Linked DNA regions of Mus musculus: region 1 is linked to region 2. A link is a contact called in public promoter capture Hi-C data. All regions are on one chromosome and are shown on one strand. The core of a region is the stretch at or near the end of the contact, and the rest is flanking DNA. Distances in the headings are between cores, read along the strand shown. Region 1 holds the start of Mmp10 (matrix metallopeptidase 10). Region 2 holds the start of Mmp13 (matrix metallopeptidase 13).

What was found. Promoter capture Hi-C pulls out the DNA fragments that hold promoters and counts their contacts.
Region 1: a promoter capture Hi-C map of macrophages shows a contact between it and region 2, with 6 read pairs. The contact joins the promoter of Mmp10 here to the promoter of Mmp13 in region 2. A contact is called at or near these places in 9 of 39 promoter capture datasets (the 3T3-L1 cell line, the C10 cell line, cranial neural crest and 4 more), 1 of 484 Hi-C or Micro-C datasets (cortical neurons), 1 of 115 datasets of contacts at active chromatin or transcription factors (large pre-B cells) and 2 of 9 other capture datasets (adipose tissue and liver).

What each region holds. Positions count from the first base shown.
Region 1 is chr9:7,500,097-7,506,097 of GRCm38.p6, forward strand. It overlaps Mmp10 (matrix metallopeptidase 10), which reads left to right and starts at 2,246. Exons shown (of 10, transcript NM_019471.3): 1 at 2,246-2,402; 2 at 3,050-3,294; 3 at 3,385-3,533; 4 at 3,965-4,090; 5 at 4,736-4,900; 6 at 5,431-5,572. The coding sequence starts at 2,298.
Region 2 is chr9:7,269,173-7,275,847 of GRCm38.p6, forward strand. It overlaps Mmp13 (matrix metallopeptidase 13), which reads left to right and starts at 3,342. Exons shown (of 10, transcript NM_008607.2): 1 at 3,342-3,505; 2 at 3,593-3,834; 3 at 4,721-4,869; 4 at 5,037-5,162. The coding sequence starts at 3,383. Gm31639 (a long non-coding RNA gene) reads left to right here. Exons shown (of 5, transcript XR_379095.2): 5 at 920-2,336.

The sequences.
Region 1 (6,001 bases), core at 996-3,495, 230 kb after region 2:
CAATCTTGGTCTATCGTGAGTTCTTGGGTGTCTGTTATTGTCCTGAGGCCTAAGCGAGGGGCTCCTTTTGGAGTCTTTCAATACCATCACATCAATGGTTGGCAAGGCAACTCAGTAGAAGGAAAAGGGTCCCACAAGTATGCAAAAGAGTCAGGGACACTGCTACCCCTTCCTATTGTTAGGATTCCCACAAGAACACCAAGTTAGCTTCAGCCATAACATATATTCAAAGGACCCAGGTCAGACCCCCACAGGCTCCCTGGTTTCTACATGCCACCCTGAGTCCCAGTCAGTTGATTCTGTGGGCTGTATTCTTCTGGTGTGTCCCTGACCCCTCTGCTTTCTCATATCCTTCCTACCCCTCCTCAGCAGGACTCCCACAGCTCCACCGGTGTGTCTGTGGAACTCTGCATCTGCTCCCATCAGTTGCTGGATGAAGTCTCTCTGGTGCTAGGCTCTGGATCCGAACACTCTGCAGGCAGAACAAACTGGAAGCCGGAGTTTTTGTGATTGTGTTGGTGCCCCAGTCCCTCCTTGAGGCCTTGCCTGGTTACAGAAGGTGGCTGGTTCAGGATCCATTTCTCTATCACTAGCAGTCTTACAAAGGGATACTCTTGGAGTTTACACTGCACTAGCTTTCTTCTTCACCCCCAAAACGCCTCACAAATACAGCTTTTCTCCCAGTATTTCTCCCTTCCCCACCACCTGATCCTTTGTTCCCACTCCTACCTGCAACCAGTCCATCGGCTAAATCTATTCTCTCTCCCCTTCCCAGGGAAATTTTTGTGTCCCTTCTTAACCTACCAACCCAGAGAAGCCATAACATTTTTGATCGGCATATAAGTATGGTGAGCTAGTCTTCTGTGAAATCATTCTTCAGTTTTTATGATTCTAATCTTGACCTTCTTAGGTTGTTCTGCAGATTAAAGATAACATGTAGTTAAAAATTTCACATAAAAGAGCTCTGTTCTAGGATTCCACTTTGCCTTAATGAACTGCATAAGCCTGCTTGTTTTACTCTATAAATATTCGGTACATTTAATAAATAATAACTTACTTAAAAATAAACAGGACTCCATTACCCCCAAGTTATTAATCTCCTTCAGGTGTGGTGGCCTAAAGTAGAGTTCTTTTATCCACCAAAATCACTCCTGCAAGGCACACCCTTTCATGGTTAGTCAACCACAGTCAAAATCATAACTCTGATCAACAAGAACCATCAGCAGGATGTGCCACCAACAACAAAGGAATGATTCAAATGAATATGAGGCATCTCAGAATGAGTCGACTCAGCACCTCAGGCAGTTAGCAATCTGTCCTGCTAACAAGCCCTATCAGCTAATAACCCAGGAATAAAGTAAAAAGGCACTTGCTGCCCGCATGAAGTACACATAAAACCAAGACCTTGTTTGTTTTCCATAGGGAAAGCAATCACGGGATAAAATTACATACTTGCTCAAGTCTAGCTGATGGTTCAGTCTGTCAGCCTCTTTGCCTCTCTGAATTTTAGGTTGGCATATTCTCTGTGTAGTGCCTACACTAAGCCACAAGCTGACTTGGCTGGCCTAGTGTACACATCCCTCATCCAAGCTGTGGCTCAAAGGCCTCAAAGCCTCCTGGTTTAGGAAGAGGAGGACAGAGGTAGGAAGAATATTTTCATTTAATAGTTAATTAACTGATTTCCATTTGACACGTCTTTATGGAGCCAGTATATGCTTATAGCAATTATTCTGAAACAGAGAGTAGGTGGGCCCCAAGCTTCTTACCTCTGTACATTTCCTCCTCCGTATTGACTGCTTTCTCAGAGTACTCTTACCCCAGGGCTGGAAATACCTCTTACCCAAGGACTCCAGCAATGGAGTTTCTGCCATTATAGCTTCCTAGACAGCAGTCCTTACATTCACTTTGCAATCTCTTTCCATTAAACTATTCACTCCTTGCCTGAATGTATGTAAGCCTAAGGCATGTTTTTAAAAATTACACTGCTTTCAAAATATCTAAACATTTTGCAAATATTAATTACCCAGACAGTCCCTTTTCCTCTTTGTAAACACAGAAGCCACATCCTTGAGATTAAGCATTCTTTCAAGTTTACTAGGTTGAGGGATTCACTGATGTAAGCTATTCTCTCTTCATCTTATGAATGTTCTTGTAGTCATTTGGATTAAAAATAGCACCCATGTGAGTCATGCTTAGTGACCTAAACACCGACTCCCTATAAAAGAGTGGCCACTAAAGGGAAGATATGGAAACCAGGTGCTAGAGAAGGATCGGTTTTTAAAGTAAAGACTGTCTGTATGGAGCCACTAGCCATCCTGGCACTGCTGAGCCTACCAATCTGCTCAGCGTATCCTCTGCATGGGGCAGTGACACAAGGCCACCCAAGCATGGATCTTGCTCAGGTAATCAGTCAGTGGTGGGGATCCGCTTCAACCAAAGTGGAGGCACAGCCTTGCCCTTTGGTCTTCCAGCAGCAGTAGTTGAGTTAGTTAGAAGTTGTGTTGGAAAATATCCAAGTGTAAGAGGTAGAAACTCCATCTTCACCGAAAAGTGAAAAGGGAAGGAAGGAATCGCAGTTACTGGGGGTAAATAACAATGACAGCAGCCGAAGTGGGGAGACTGGGAATGGATGAGCTCACTCCTGTGCTGGAATTATGCTATTTAAGATACTTTAGGAGGGAGGGCATGATAATATTTATCTCCTACAACTTCAAGAAGCAAAGAATACTCTAATTTTTCATTTGTGAAAAAAAATGAATTTATCCAACAACACTCAACATTGACAGGTTTGTGTTAATAATGGAAATAGAAAACTTAGATACATCCATTTAATGTGCTCATACATTTATGCCGACTTCCTTGCTTTGGTAGCAAATTAAATTGCAATGAAATAATAAAATGAGGGATTTTTGCAGGAAAAAAATCAAATGAAGCACTACATCTACTTGTGTTTCACTAAACTGGGAATGATTAAAATAGATCTTGAGATTTGTGTATGTGTTTACATTTCATAGCAACCTCTTTAAAACTATGCTTGTTTCTCCACTAGCAATACCTAGAAAAATACTACAACTTTAAAAAAAATGAGAAACAAATTTTCAAAAGAAAGGACAGTAGTCCTGTTGTCAAAAAAATTCAAGAAATGCAGAAGTTCCTCGGGTTGGAGATGACAGGGAAGCTGGACTCCAACACTATGGAGCTGATGCACAAGCCCAGGTGTGGTGTTCCTGATGTTGGTGGCTTCAGTACCTTCCCAGGTTCGCCAAAATGGAGGAAATCCCACATCACCTACAGGTAATGGCTCCAGAGTTTTCACACAGCGTTATAAATGTGTCAGGAGCATCACAGAAGCAAAGATTACCTTCTTTGATTTCTCTTATCCAGGATTGTGAATTATACACCAGATTTGCCAAGACAGAGTGTGGATTCTGCCATTGAGAAAGCTTTGAAGGTCTGGGAGGAGGTGACCCCACTCACTTTCTCCAGGATCTCTGAAGGAGAGGCTGACATAATGATCTCCTTTGCAGTTGGAGGTAATGCTCTCATCTGGTGTTTGAGTTATTCAGGCTACTCAAACAAAATATCTCACATTGGAAGATCTGTAAACAACACAAAGGTATCACTCAGACTTCCTGAATCTGAAAAATATAAAATAAGGGGGTGGGAAAACTCAATCTGGTGTGTTCTTAGGTAGCACCTGTGTTACCTCCTATGGCAAAAGCAGCCAAGAGGTGCCTCCAACTTCTTTCTCATAGACACTAATGGACACTAAGCATCCATGAAGACTCACACCCTTATCGTATTCTAAAGGTGATGGCTGCCTAGCATTCCCATCACACTGAAGATTACATCTAGATTTCAAGAGAAATAAACTGTCAAACCATACAGCCCCTGAGCTCTCTTACTGAAAAGGGATTGGAGGAAATTCTAATACTTACATTTCTGTACATTTGTTTACCATCAGAACACGGAGACTTTTACCCTTTTGATGGGCCAGGACAGAGTCTGGCTCATGCCTACCCACCTGGCCCTGGATTTTATGGAGATGTTCACTTCGATGATGATGAGAAATGGACACTTGCACCCTCAGGTAGGATAAGGTCAGATATGAGTTGTCCAAGAATAACATGATTGTCTAGAGCAAGTCTCAAATGGAATATTCTGCTATCTGTACTTTCTGATTCGCTGTGTAGCAACCTGAAGCCCTATTAGTAATCTACCCATTACATGGTAATGAACCATGTAAGCTGAGTCATTCTTTCTTTGCTCCAAGTACAATATGGTGAGTGCCATTCAACTTTCTTTCCACAATTCAGGATCTTGTACAGGGTTTGAGTGTAACCTCTTCAACACTGTGTACCACTGTTCACCACTGTTAACTGCTATTCACCACTGTTTACCAATCCCATAATAGAGGAGTAGTTTAATGAATGTAATTGAGTAAGACAGTGTGTGATCCCAAGGATGCCCTGTGTGTGCCAGGCATGGTGGCGCATGCCTTTAATCCCAGCACTTGGGAGGCAGAGGCAGGCGGATTTCTGAGTTCAAGGCCAGCCTGGTCTAAAAAGTGAGTTCCAGGACAGCCAGGGCTATACAGAGAAACCCTGTCTCAAAAAACAAACAAACAAAACAAAACAAAACAAAACGGATGCCCTGTGTGGTTGGCATGAGCAATGTGTGTTTGTTTGTGGAATAGTAACGGTTACACTCTGAATATTTGTGGTTTCTCAAACAGGGACCAACTTATTCCTGGTTGCAGCCCATGAACTTGGCCACTCCCTGGGTCTCTTTCATTCCGACAAGAAAGAATCTCTGATGTACCCAGTCTACAGGTTCTCCACAAGCCCAGCTAACTTCCACCTTTCTCAAGATGATATAGAGGGCATTCAATCCCTGTATGGTAAGCAAGAAGAAAAAGAGGCTTAGGGGTGGTTTTTGTTTGTTTGCTTGCTTGCTTGCTTGCTTGCTTTAGTCAGTGCTCTTTAAGAATGTGGTACAGTAAGTCTTCAGGAAAACTTTTGTTTTTATTACATTGTGTGCTCTCGTGTGCACTTGTGTGTGTGTGTGTGTGTGTGTGTGTGAGAGAGAGAGAGAGAGAGAGAGAGAGAGAGAGAGAGAAGTATGAGAAAGAGAAGTATGCCTGTGCGTGCGTGCGTGCTATGGCATACATGTGCAGGTCAACCTGTAGAAATAAGTGTGTTATCTCCTTTCACCATCTGTGTCTTACGTGGTGATGACATGAGACATCCCAAGTCATCAGGCCTGCAGCAGGTTCCTTTACCACCAACTGAGCCTCCTCCCTAACCCCTGGATTAAATGTCTACATACTGTTTCATCTCAAAACACCATGAAGAAGTTTAAATACTTTGTAAATTGTTATATGTATTCCTGACCTAATAACATTTGCTTCTCCTAAACTACTCCCTTCAGGAGCCGGTCCCTCCTCCGATGCCACAGTGGTTCCTGTGTTGTCTGTCTCTCCAAGACCTGAGACCCCAGACAAATGTGATCCTGCTTTGTCCTTTGATTCAGTCAGCACGCTGAGAGGGGAAGTCCTATTCTTTAAAGACAGGTTAGACAAAAATATTTTCCTAGCTACTCTTTTGGTAATCAATGCTCAGAAAGAAAAAGAAACTTAAGATCATATATAATGGATATATATAATAAATATAATATAATAAATATTTCTGGCATGTTTTAAAATCATCCAGCTCTGGTTTATAGTGTATTTTTAAAGATCTCCTTAGCATTGTCCAGAACATTTTTTTAGACTCCCAGAAGATGATTTTTGGCCAGTATAATATAAGATCCATATAACCAGGGAAGTTTGTCTCTTATTTTTATTTTCATTTTTATATATCATAACTCATAGACCTTCTAAAAGTACCCCCCCATCTTTAGAACCAGACAAGTATTTTTATCCTTATTAGAAAGTACTATTATTTCAATTAATTCATTTTAGAAAACCTGGTATATGTGCATGCACAATACTCAAGTAGTA
Region 2 (6,675 bases), core at 2,092-4,591:
CCAGTCCTGACTTCCTTTGGTGATGAACAGCAGTATGGAAGTGTAAGCCGAATAAACCCTTTCCTCCCCAACTTGCTTCTTGGTCATGATGTTTGTGCAGGAATAGAAACCCTGACTAAGACAAGGGCTGACACCATCCTTGCACCAGGCTAAAGTAGACATGTCTTGGCAGTTTATAGTTACCATAAAATCTGGACTATAATTTTGTAAAATTAACTAACTAGAACATGTTTATGGCAAAAGCAAATGTTAAGCTTTGTGCATAAAATTGTTAAGATATGTTTTGTTAAGATTTTGAGTTCATTGTCACCTTTCTGGGATTAATGAATAAAAATAAATTATGAATCTCAACAATCCAAATTGTCTGAAAATGTTTCTTTTTGGAATTGAAATGGAAGCAGGGCAATCATAAGGCCAACCTCAGCTCCATAGTGAGTTTGAGGACAACCTGGACCACATAAGACCCAAGCAATTCAACTAACCAAGCAACTGAACAACTGACGTTGTAATCCCATTCCACAGGGTTATGGAAAAAAGAAAATAAAACACGAACAAAGAAATGTTCATAGAGTGTTCCTAAAGGAAAAATCATGTGTTTGTAAAGTCAAGTCACTTATTTTGTAGAAATAAGGTTTTTATGTACATTGTCAACACAGGCAGTGCATAATTCTAATGGGAGTCAAACACTTCACATAAGAAATCCATTGATTTACAGCTTTTTCATAATTTTAATCAAACTCAAATAGGGAAACATTGTGTTTTTTACTAAAGTTGTTTATCATTAATTTTGTTTCTCTCTAGCTTTGAACTTAAGAATTCTTGGCAAAATATATTTGAAAAAAAGCCCAATATGACCTTGGTCAGAGTCAGCAGGAAGTGTTCATTCCTAATTTCATCCTAATGTTTTCTCATTCTATAGGTTTTCAAATTTCCCAGTGATTTCAGCAACCTTTGCCAGAACAGTTTCAAACGCCAACTCAGCTCCCTGTTGTAAAGTGGATCGTTTGAAACCATGCATGCCATTTCTGCAGTGATGAGCAGGAGGTCTGGCTTTCATGACTACACTTAGCAGCCTGAGATAAAGACTTGTGTTGACAAGAGTTTGCTAACACTTCATTGTGATGACACATCCTGTCAGCTGTCTGCAATCACTTCTCCAAGAACAATGCCCCACCCACTCTTGGGCATTCTCTTAAGGAATAGCTGTCTATTTTAATCTTCTGATTACTCTTTCTCTATTTCTGTTTAAAATGGCAGAACTCGTGCTAACATTAACTGTTTGTGATTTTGCCTGTGCTCTTTATTGTTCTTGAATGGAAGAATAAATTACTAAAACATGAAAGAAATTTGAAAATACGCATTAGAGTTGAGAAGTAGTGATGTTTATTGTTGTTTTTCATTAAAGTATTTCTTCTGCAGAGAGCTTATGTTGTAATGATCCAACATGGTGCTTCACAATATAATCATGGTCTTTAGGAAGCTGAAAGGAGAACTGTGTACTCTATCCACTGTATATCAAATAAATCAATCTGAAGGATGTGTGGCACAATGGTTTGAGTGACTTCAAGGTCCTGGGATACATAGGGAGTTCTAAGCTTCCTGGACTACAGTTTAAGGCCCTATACATTGGGCCCTGATATGAGCCCTATGCACAGTATCTGCTTTTGTTTTTGTAGGAATTAAATGAGATAATGCCTTTTAAACCTGACTGGGAGTGATGGCTCAAAACACAGTCCTAATTTTACCCATAGTCCCTAGTCCTAACCATTGGAGTGGCTGCATTCCAACAGAGCCCAGATACAGGTGCTTGGACATGTAGGAAATTCACACAGGTCTCCACAGCCATCTAAAGGTTATGCCAGGATGTTAAAATTCCAGCTTAGGACTCTGCCACATCACCTCCAATAAGATCTGTGTGACAAGTTCCACAAACTGAGGCGATTGACCTCAAAAGGGGGAGGCCTCTTGGAACTGGTTGTGGAACTCTTTGCCAGAGAAAAATGATTGAGCTGTAGTTCTCATGGCAATCTATCTGTTTTGCTTTCTCTTATTCCTTTTCTTATTTACATGTTCCTGGTAGCCTAGGCCAAGATCTTAATTGAGAATAATGGGTAAGAAACCACTCCTAGAGATGGGGCCACTAAGATGACCTTATCCCCAGGGAAACCAACGCTTTACTTTCCAAATCATTTACAAAACTATTATGATAAAAATTTTCCCAACAATAAAATTTCATATGACTACACATGTGTCATTGGAGGTAGATTTTGAGATATGGTAAAGAAAGCCTTAATTAGAAAGAATTAAAATAGTTCAAATTTATACATTGAAGATTACAAAAAGACAGGCACTAGATGTTAAATAATAATTGACCATGGGGCTAGAAAGTTAGTTCAGCCCATTAAAGATCTATTAACCTGCTCCTGGAAATATACCACTAGCCTTGGACGACAGCTCCCACTGAATACATTCTTTTAGAATTGTTATATTTTGATGATTTATAATGATGTTACCAGTTCTGTTTGTGATTCACTGAATACATAGTTTCAGAGTTGTAATGCTTGGATGATTTTTGTGCTTTACTGTGTCAGATGACTTTTGTTGGTATTTGTGATTGTTTCACTGGATACAGTTTCTAAGAAATGTAATGTTCAGTTTTTAATGTATAAAACCCCCTGCTTGAGAGCTGCAGAATACACTCAGATTCAAACTGCCTCTGTGTTTGTTTCTGTTTGTCACCACTGAATCCTTACCCACCTCGCTTCAAGGACCCTCATTCCAGGGACCCCCATACCCGACTGCGGTGGTCTGTGGCAGGACTCAATCATCTACAGTGTCTTAAAGACCTCAAGCTTGGTTCTTATACATTTCTGAGGCCTTCAAGGAAATACAGCAAGGATTCTCACTGTTGCTGCTCAAGACAGAATAGAGTTGAGAACTCATCAACCTATAACCATTTTGTGGACAGAACTTTGTCTTTCCTTACAGGAACAAACATTTTACTTTGCTATTATTATTACCTGAAAAACTCAGAGTAGCTGTTTTCCCTACAAAAGGAAGACAACATTTTTGTCCAGTGAAGTGAAAAATATACTAGCTGCTGCTTCTCCCCACTATATCCATGAAAATGCTGAGGCTGTTTATTTTGCCAGATGAGTTTTGATATTCCCCCACTGAAAGTAGAGATGCCTTCATTTTCCATTTCCCTCAGATTCTGCCACAAACCACACTTAGGAAGAAAAAAAAATACCATGTAAGCATGTTTACCTTCGCCTCACTAGGAAGTTAACACACACCCCAAAGTGGTGACTCATCACTATCATGCTATAAAATAGAAGATGCTTGCCCTGGGAAGGAGAGACTCCAGGCACTGCTGGGCACCATGCATTCAGCTATCCTGGCCACCTTCTTCTTGTTGAGCTGGACTCCCTGTTGGTCCCTGCCCCTTCCCTATGGTGATGATGATGATGATGACCTGTCTGAGGAAGACCTTGTGTTTGCAGAGGTACTGTATTCTGCCAAGGATGGCACTGTAGTGCATTTCTCAAATCCCTATTCTCTTAAAAGCTGGTTATTTTGGTCTCTTTTCTAGCACTACTTGAAATCATACTACCATCCTGCGACTCTTGCGGGAATCCTGAAGAAGTCTACAGTGACCTCCACAGTTGACAGGCTCCGAGAAATGCAATCTTTCTTTGGCTTAGAGGTGACTGGCAAACTTGATGATCCCACCTTAGACATCATGAGAAAACCAAGATGTGGAGTGCCTGATGTGGGTGAATACAATGTTTTCCCTAGAACACTCAAATGGTCCCAAACGAACTTAACTTACAGGTAAAGCAGAGGCTCTGTCCCTCACATATGTTACTTTTTTCTTCTACGTGTCTGACGTTAAGTAGGCCTGGAGTAGTTAATTGGAGGTTCGGTTCAGAATTAGCTTTAATACAAGGTTAAGAAGCACAGAAGTAACTTATATTTAATATCTGATTGCATTTTTCTGCAAAATTAAAAAGTTTATATTACACGTATTTCTAAATGAGTTCTGTAAGTCAACATAAAAAACTAATAAATTAGTAAGACCTATTATCTCAATGCTAGCCCCAACATTATTTTTGGTGAGTGTCTCAAGATATTTCTTGTAGAAATGAAACCACAAGTCAGGGAAGAAATTTAAAAAATTTTTGCTGTATTTATGATGATGTTCCTGAAGATGGAGGGTTCCACTCTTTCCTCAGACCCTACAGTGCCAGATTTTAGCTGCCAACAAATTTATATTTAATATGTTAAATTTAAGGTGCCAAGGTATTTATTTATTTGACAGTGATTAAATATTAGACAGAACTCTTGAATTTAATTCTTTTAAAGCACCTATTATATCTAATGGAAACTTTAAAGCAGCCATTTCAAGTTGAAAAGCAATATTCTAAGAAAGTATATTTGCTTTTTTTGTTCTATGTTGTTTGTTTGTTTAATGTATTTATTTAATGTACAAGTGTTCTGCTGCATATACAGCCACCTGCCTGAAGAGGATATCAGATCTCCCTATAGCCCTATGAATGATTGTGAGCCACCTTGTGATTGCTAGGAAATGAACTCGGGACCTCTGGGAGAGCAGCCAGTGCTCTTAGCCACTGAGCCATCTCACCAGTCCCTAAGAGAGTATGTTTTACAAACAGTTTTAACCTTTCAAAATTTAGCTGACATTTTCTATGTTGAATAGGATTGTGAACTATACTCCTGATATGTCCCATTCTGAAGTGGAGAAGGCCTTCAGAAAAGCCTTCAAGGTCTGGTCTGATGTGACACCACTGAATTTCACCAGAATCTATGATGGCACTGCTGACATCATGATATCTTTTGGGACTAAAGGTAAGGGTGTGGAGTTATTTAGACACATGCTCATACACTAATCCTTCCTTGCTTTCATTTTTTTTTATTCCTTTCACCAGTCATTTACCAATTTCAAAGCATTTGAAAAAGCTGCCAAGTCAGGCACAGTATATATAATGGGACTCTAACTCTTGCTGTCTGCATAGAACATGGTGACTTCTACCCATTTGATGGACCTTCTGGTCTTCTGGCACACGCTTTTCCTCCTGGACCAAACTATGGTGGGGATGCCCATTTTGATGATGATGAAACCTGGACAAGCAGTTCCAAAGGTAATCTTCCTTGTAAAGACTTAGCTCATGTTACTGGATATAGTCTCACTGACACAGTTAGAAAGCATACAAGCAAATCGTGTTTAGCATTTGATTATGCTTTCTAAAATAACAAAAGTATATTTTGTGCTAATTGGTGCCACACCAAACTTTTTTTGTACAAATCATTAAATATGAATAAATTATATGATATTTCTTGCTATGACCTCAAGAATATTCTTTTTGAAATGGGGTCAAACATCTTCTCTTTTAGGCATGGTTCTGTTTCTTTCTTTGGTTTATAGTTTTGCTGTTTAAAGAAATATAGTTTTTTATAAATCTATCTCTAAAAACTATCATGGCTGGTGCTATGGTCCACAACTATATTGGATGTTATTTGAAATAGACTTTTTTTTTTTGGCTGAAATATTAATGGCATAGGCTAGTTAAACTTCTATACCTCATTAGGCACGTTACTTGTCTCAGACTTTCCTACAGCATTCATTCATTCATTCATTCATTTATTTATTTACTTACTTACTTTTTTTTTGGTTTTTGGTTTTTGTTTTTGTTTTTTTGAGACAGGGTTTCTCTGTATAGCCTTGGCTGTCTTGGAACTCACTCTGTAGATCAGGCTAGCCTCGAACTCAGAAATCTTCCTCTCCCTCTCAAGTGCTGGGATTAAAGGCATGTGCCAACACTGCCCGACTCAGCACTCATTCATAAACACTGCTTTTCAAAAACAAGGTGACATCTTACTCAAAATAGCTAGTGTGCAGGTGTGGTTGTATTTATGAGAGTAAAATGAAACTAAGTGTTCAATAAATTCTCTCAGTAGTTAGATCTGTGATTCTGTAGCTACCATTCTCAGCTACTTCTTGTTTTTAAAAGCTCAAAATAATTGGGATATTAACTTACCAAGAACAGCCTCAGAATATTCAAAGTAAGATTTAACTTTGGATCAAGAGAGATTCTGAGTTAGAGCAACTAAGAACAATCATCATAGAAGTTGTTTTTTATTATTTACTTAAATAAAATGGAAGCCATGGTTGATGTTCAGCTATAATCCCAGCACTCAGGAGGCTGAAGTTAGATCATGAATTTGGGTCCAGTTTGAGTTGTATTGGGAGCCTCTGTCTCAAAAAATTTAAGAGAGTAAATAAGTAAAGAATGAATGAATGAATGAATGAATGAATGAGTGGGTTCCTGCCCAAGTGAGAGTAAAATTGGCCCATTCACAATGAATGCCACCTCTCCAATACTTTTAACCTGTCTCTGGAGGGGAAGGGGATGGTTTACATATTCATGCTTTTAGTATCTCATAAGAAGAGTGGGTTTCCTGAGAAGAGCAGCTAGTATTGTTAAAAGTCACAGTAAGTCCCAGACTCAGACTCTTACATGAATCACAGGTTTGAAATGTTTAGTTGAAATAATTGAAAATATATACAGGAAAAATCTGACTTAAGTTTTCAGATGAAGGTTAAAAATAGTTAAGTGACTAATTACTATTCACTGCAATAATTATTGTTCATCC